Regions from separate parts of the Zea mays genome. Here region 1 is linked to region 2. Evidence: chromatin contacts called from public Hi-C data. All regions are on one chromosome and are shown on one strand. Each heading gives the region's core, a stretch centred on a gene start, on an enhancer-like site or on the middle of the called end of the contact. The rest is flanking DNA. Distances are from core to core; before and after follow the strand shown.

Region 1 (2,710 bases), core at 90-2,589, 310 kb after region 2:
GATGTGGGATGCCATCATCCTTGCTACTTTCGTCAGCCTCTACCTTTTTTTTTACAGTACCGCCTGCCGCCTACGGCTTCATTTCGATTTTTCTCTCCTCGAATTTTTAGAATTTGTAAATACGGCTGGAGCAAAAAAAATTTCAAAAAAAAAAAAACAAATTGCCGATTCTCAGAGTGAAAAGAAAATGTCACTGTCAGAGAAAGCGACGTGGCTTCTTGTTGGATAGATAGAAGGTGGAGCTATTGCTAGTCCATAATGGCAGGTCCTTACCTAACCGTATTATATGCAAACAGAAGGTGCACACGGCTGGTGTACCAATCACGTGCGTTTGGCTCTCTCTCTCCCTCCTAGTACTAGTATTTGAGACAATTTCCTATTTTACACTAAAAACACCCTCAAAATAGAAATGTTCTATTTGGCATCAGATATAAATTTAATTCTCCATACAACACTACCATTAGTTCTAACCTGTAACGGTAGTTCTAACCTGTAACAGCAGTTACATGTTAGAACTAACGGTAGTGTCTCCAACAATTCCCCTAAGGGTTGATTTGGTGATAAGGGGATCCCGGGAGGATCGGTCCTAAAGCTCCTTAGAAGTCTCTCGCTGAATACATTTTTTTTGAAAAACGTAAAAAATGTGTCTTCAACAACTCCGCTAAAGTGTTCCCAACTTTTTTATAGCCCCTTAAAACTCCCTCATTTATAAGGTTTTTTTAGGCTCACTAGAAACAATCTACCGCTTCTTTAAGGGATCTGTTGGAGAAAGGATTAAAATCTACCCCTGCTAAAACACTAAACTGATGGAGTTGAGTCTCTCGTATCTCGTGCTGTGGAGGGGAGGGGAGCAGGGTCCATGCATCCATTAATTTTCGCACGGAATTCACAAGTTGACACGCACACAGTGTTGAAGATAGCAACGCCGTGCAGCAGTACAAAATACCCTTTACCACACTACCACTGGGTAGAGTGGAGTACGGGCATGCACCCCGGTACGTGAGCAGTGATTGATGAATCGGATCGCTTGTGGCACTGGCTGGACATCCCTGCCCGCCTGTCGTCTCCTTTCTTTCTTTCCCGTTGCGGTGGCTCTCTCCCGCGGCCGGCCCCGGTCGCTTTCGTTCTCCTCTCTCTCCCCTTGGCAATGGCAACCACAACAACAACCAGGCACAGGCAGCATCGTATCGTACGTGAAATGACGGGTGTGACCCGGGAGGGCAGAACCGTCCGTCACGTGGGCCGACGTCCTTTGCGTCGCTCCCTCCCTCTGGTCCAGGCGTCCTCCCCTCCGGGGGCCCACTTGCCTCGCGAGTTGATGAGAGAGCCTGGGAGGAGACGAGATGTCGCGAGATGACGCGTGCTGTGCTGTACGTGAACGTGAACGTGGGGCTGGCCTGGTCCTAGTACGAGTGCGCGCATCTTTCACGTCTGCAAGCAGTGCAGGCACACACACACACAACATGCCAGCTGTTAACGGGTCAAAAGTTTCTCCTGCCTCCGCGTCCGCACCATCTACCAGTGTTAGTGTAGACGTTTCGCTTAGTTTGTGCAGTGCAGACGTTGTGGCTTCGCTTCATTACCACACGGAGAGGTCGATGCCATGTACAGTATGCATGCATTGAAATTTAGGTAATGGTATGTTGCTACAGTTTCCGTTTGTGATTAAGCATAGTAGAGTTTAACTTCTGATATAATAAGTACAAGTTTTATATATGTTTGCTACTGTTGCAAGTAATAATATTTCACACAAACACATGCATGTTGTCATAAATTTGTTATGGTATTTCTAGATTATATTAAAGATAGACCCTATCTACATTCCTAAAAACTAAAACTGTCGATCATATAAGATCATTTTGTAAGGGGTGGCTCTCGATCCATCTCAGTTCGAGCTGACTCGTTTAGCTCGCTAGCTAAAAAAATATACACACATATAGAACAATATTATCAATCACTAGTTAATTCTAAACCAATTTAACACTAAAAAGAGTAATAATAGCTCTGGTAATTATACACTACACTTAAGATATAGAGAAGTAAATAGAAAAATGTGCTATAAATTGTACATTAGAAAAAGTAGCATGCAAATTTATAGAATCAATTTTCATCTCTCACCCCCATGAATTTAAGATAGGCTTATATATAAACTTTATAAATTTATGGAATGTCACTTTCTAAAATAAATAGCATACTCCATAAGTTAGATTTCAATCCCTCAAAATGATGGTAGTTATTGAGGAATGAGTTTAGGATTTCAATTTCACTGGAAGGATGATTGATATTTGTTTGGTCCAGCCTGTGAATTAACCCGACAAGGTCGATTTCACAATACAGATTCTCTTCTTCGCTAAAAACACCGAGAAACAAGGAATTGCTAGGACAGCGGAGTCGATAGCTAGCCTTTTACTACCGATACCGAAACTCAGTCAAGTGACCCAATAAAGGAGTGAGTGAGAGCAGCTACAAGCTAGGGTAGGCAGGTTGTCCGACAAATGGCTTTCCTATCACTGAAATTATATACTCTTTTAAGAAAGGAAAAAAGAATGCGGTAGGCAGACACTTTTCAAAGCAGGAACCAACAGAGTTGAGTAAAGAAAATGCACAACGGATTTGGCCCCAAAAGATAGACAAATAGCAAAGATCACCAACACAAATTACACATAAGTCTTTTTAGATTCTAGAAAATATGACTTCTTCACTTCGACGA
Region 2 (2,700 bases), core at 112-2,611:
TAATAGGTTCGTCTTACCGTTTAGTCATCTCCTGTATAATTAGACTATATTTAACATTTCTAACTAGCATTCAAACATCAGATGTGATAGGGACTAAAATTGAGTCAGAAGAACCAAACAGGGCCTAACAGACTAAATGTTTTTCCTCTTCCGGAAAGGGGTGTTGTGGGCTATACAGGCTGCTGAAATGGGGATTATGTGGAAGGTTGGAAATGGGGAAAATTCGTTTTGGGGGAGGATCAAAGGCTTTGTTGTTGTGGTTTGGTAACTCCAGTTTGGCCATTCAGTTTTGGCCATTATATATATTATAAATGAACAGCATGGTAAGTCCATTGACGAGGTTTGGGATGGGGAGGTTCTGAAACTCTCCTTGAGGAGGAATGTGTCTGAAAGAGTCATGCAGCTCTGGTGTGAATTGCTGGAGATAATGAAAGGGGTGAAGTAAATCTGAGGAGGAAGGTCAAATGATTTGGAGCTTTAGCTCTAATGGTAGATACTCAGTGCGATCTTTGCATGCGGTGATCAGCAATAGAGGAGTTATAGCGGTGTGTGTCCATGCAGTTTGGAAAATTACTGGGATTCAGATTGTTGTTAACTAAGAACAAGTTACTTATACTAGGTATAATTTGGCTAAGAGAAGAGAAGCCTTGGACCAGTCCTGTCTTTTCTGTAGTGAGAGGGAGTCTATTTGCCATCTGTTTTCTGATCCTTGTGTGGCCAATGTTTAGATGCTCCTCGTCACACGAATGAAGACTCGATGGTGACCCAAAGTAATCAAAATGTGTTCGGGTAGTGGTGCTGTTGGCTTTTAAGGCCTTTTTCTGTTTGATTCGCTGGAACTTAACTGTCATGAACTCTTTATGATCAATAAAATAAAGCGATGGAAACCTTTCCTGTGAAACAAAAGAAAAAAGAAGAGAAAAAACAAGCACAGGAAGCAATGGAAACGGAAGTGGAGAGAGGGCTTACAGTGATGACGACGCCACCACCGGGCTTCTGGCCCAAGGCTAAGCCAAGCGGCTTCTCGACCTCCACCTCGATGTTCTTGGCGGCGGTCCTCGCGTTCACCTGCAGCAGCCTCCGCCGGCCGCCGCCTCTCCGGTGGCCGGCCGCCCACCTCCTGTCCACCACCAGCGACACCCCATGGAAGGCAGTCTTCTGCTGCACCATACGTCCATACGAACATCAGCGATCACAGGAAACAAACCACAGAAATAAAAGCAGCATCCCTACTCACAGTTGATGCCGAGATGATGGAAGGAGGCGCCTGCTGCTGAGCTCTGGTAACGGGGATGTGCTTGGGGAGGGAAGGGGCAGCCACGGAGGAGAGTGTGGCAGCCATGGTGAGGGGCTGTGACTGCGAGGATGGCAGAGGGTGGAGGAAGGGGACGGCTGCTGGCTGCCATTTGGATAGATGGAGATGCTGTGCTGCCCGTGGGCCGTGGCTAAGGCAAGAGTGGTGCTCATGGCCCCTGGTCGTGTGAAGACTGTGCGGCTGACAAGGACTTGTCGGGCAACCACCGCCCATTTCTTTTCTTCTTTTTCTGTTGGCACGAGCTGACATTGTAGTTAAGTCACCAAAATGATATTGTAACATATTGGATATAATGAAGTTTGGGACCTGATAATAACATCCAAAGTACAGACGATGTGTCTATTGCACGATACATAGCAGTTCTTAATCATAACAGAACATCCAGGCTGATCCATGAATCACATTCACATGTCATCCAATCTAACACACCCCTATACAAAGATGTCCTTTGACGCCAATGAATCGTCATCACACAGATTCAAGGGTTAATGTTCTCCACGAGTGCAGAGTTCCACTGCGTCATCTGTAAGAAAACATCCAAGAGATCCATTCAAACTGAGACGAGTAACAGAAAAAAAAAACAGATGGTACAATTTCGAGGGGTCAAACCTTATTGAGGACATCTCTTGCAGCAGTTAAATCCTCCTCTTTCTTCAGGAGTTCAATTCGAGCTTTCTTGGCATTGTTACTTTCTTCAACCTACGTTGTCGTGAACAGGTAACAGCTTACTAACAGTATCTAATATCTTTACCCAGACGGATTTATTTAGCATAAATATACTGGTTTTTATCAATGAAAATTGATATGCAGGGTTAGCTTCCCTATGCAAATAATTTAAGTCTAACGGCAGTCATCTTGCCATTTGACTCGTAGCGAATGAACCAAATAGGTTTTTTTTTTAATTTCTTTTAAAAATACAAAGTTACAGAACCATGCCGATATGCATATCTGCATAAGGAAAAATATCTCCTAGCTTCAACAAATTGCCATAAAGGCCCAAACCTCAAGGTGATACTAATCAATATGCTTGCAACTCAAGTGTGTGATGGCTTAAAATTCATCCTATGTTCATGTGTTAAAAATGAACACCTCGCCGTATCCACTAACGGGCTGATTGGTTGCCGGCTTCGCTCCCGCCCGGATTACGCCAGCCTGGGCCAGTAGATACGCGCCCGTCTCACGTCTCCACGCATGCAAGTAAATGGATGAAAAAACACCTAGGCTGCATGCATGTATACAGGTTGGACTCATGCCATACAGGTAACCATTCATACCTAAATACGGTCAACGCACAAACTGAACCTGAGCGCGCCTGACAAGGTAACCAATCAGCCGTTAAGTGATCTTTCTCATCAATGGTGAACTCTGATAATAAACCAAGGGCT

What was found. A called contact is a pair of places that touch in the nucleus more often than the background predicts.
Region 1: a Hi-C map of ear shows a contact between it and region 2, with 1.7 times the contacts expected there. The contact joins the enhancer-like site here to the promoter of LOC100501788 in region 2. A contact is called at or near these places in 2 of 25 Hi-C or Micro-C datasets (ear and tassel).

What each region holds. Positions count from the first base shown.
Region 1 is chr10:77,958,907-77,961,616 of Zm-B73-REFERENCE-NAM-5.0, forward strand. No RefSeq gene overlaps it. Among protein-coding and RNA genes, the nearest start is that of LOC100381576, 79 kb to the left of the region's middle. Within about 2 kb of position 1,340, at least 18 of the 20 cell types and tissues checked have an H3K27ac peak or open chromatin away from gene starts, as enhancers often do. A contact at or near this core is called in ear and tassel, where this site is marked.
Region 2 is chr10:77,644,394-77,647,093 of Zm-B73-REFERENCE-NAM-5.0, forward strand. LOC100501788 reads right to left here and starts at 1,362. Exons shown (of 6, transcript NM_001196446.1): 1 at 1,238-1,362; 2 at 970-1,161. The coding sequence starts at 1,342. LOC100276012 reads right to left here. Exons shown (of 8, transcript NM_001149906.2): 7 at 1,925-2,014; 8 at 1,588-1,838. The coding sequence ends at 1,794.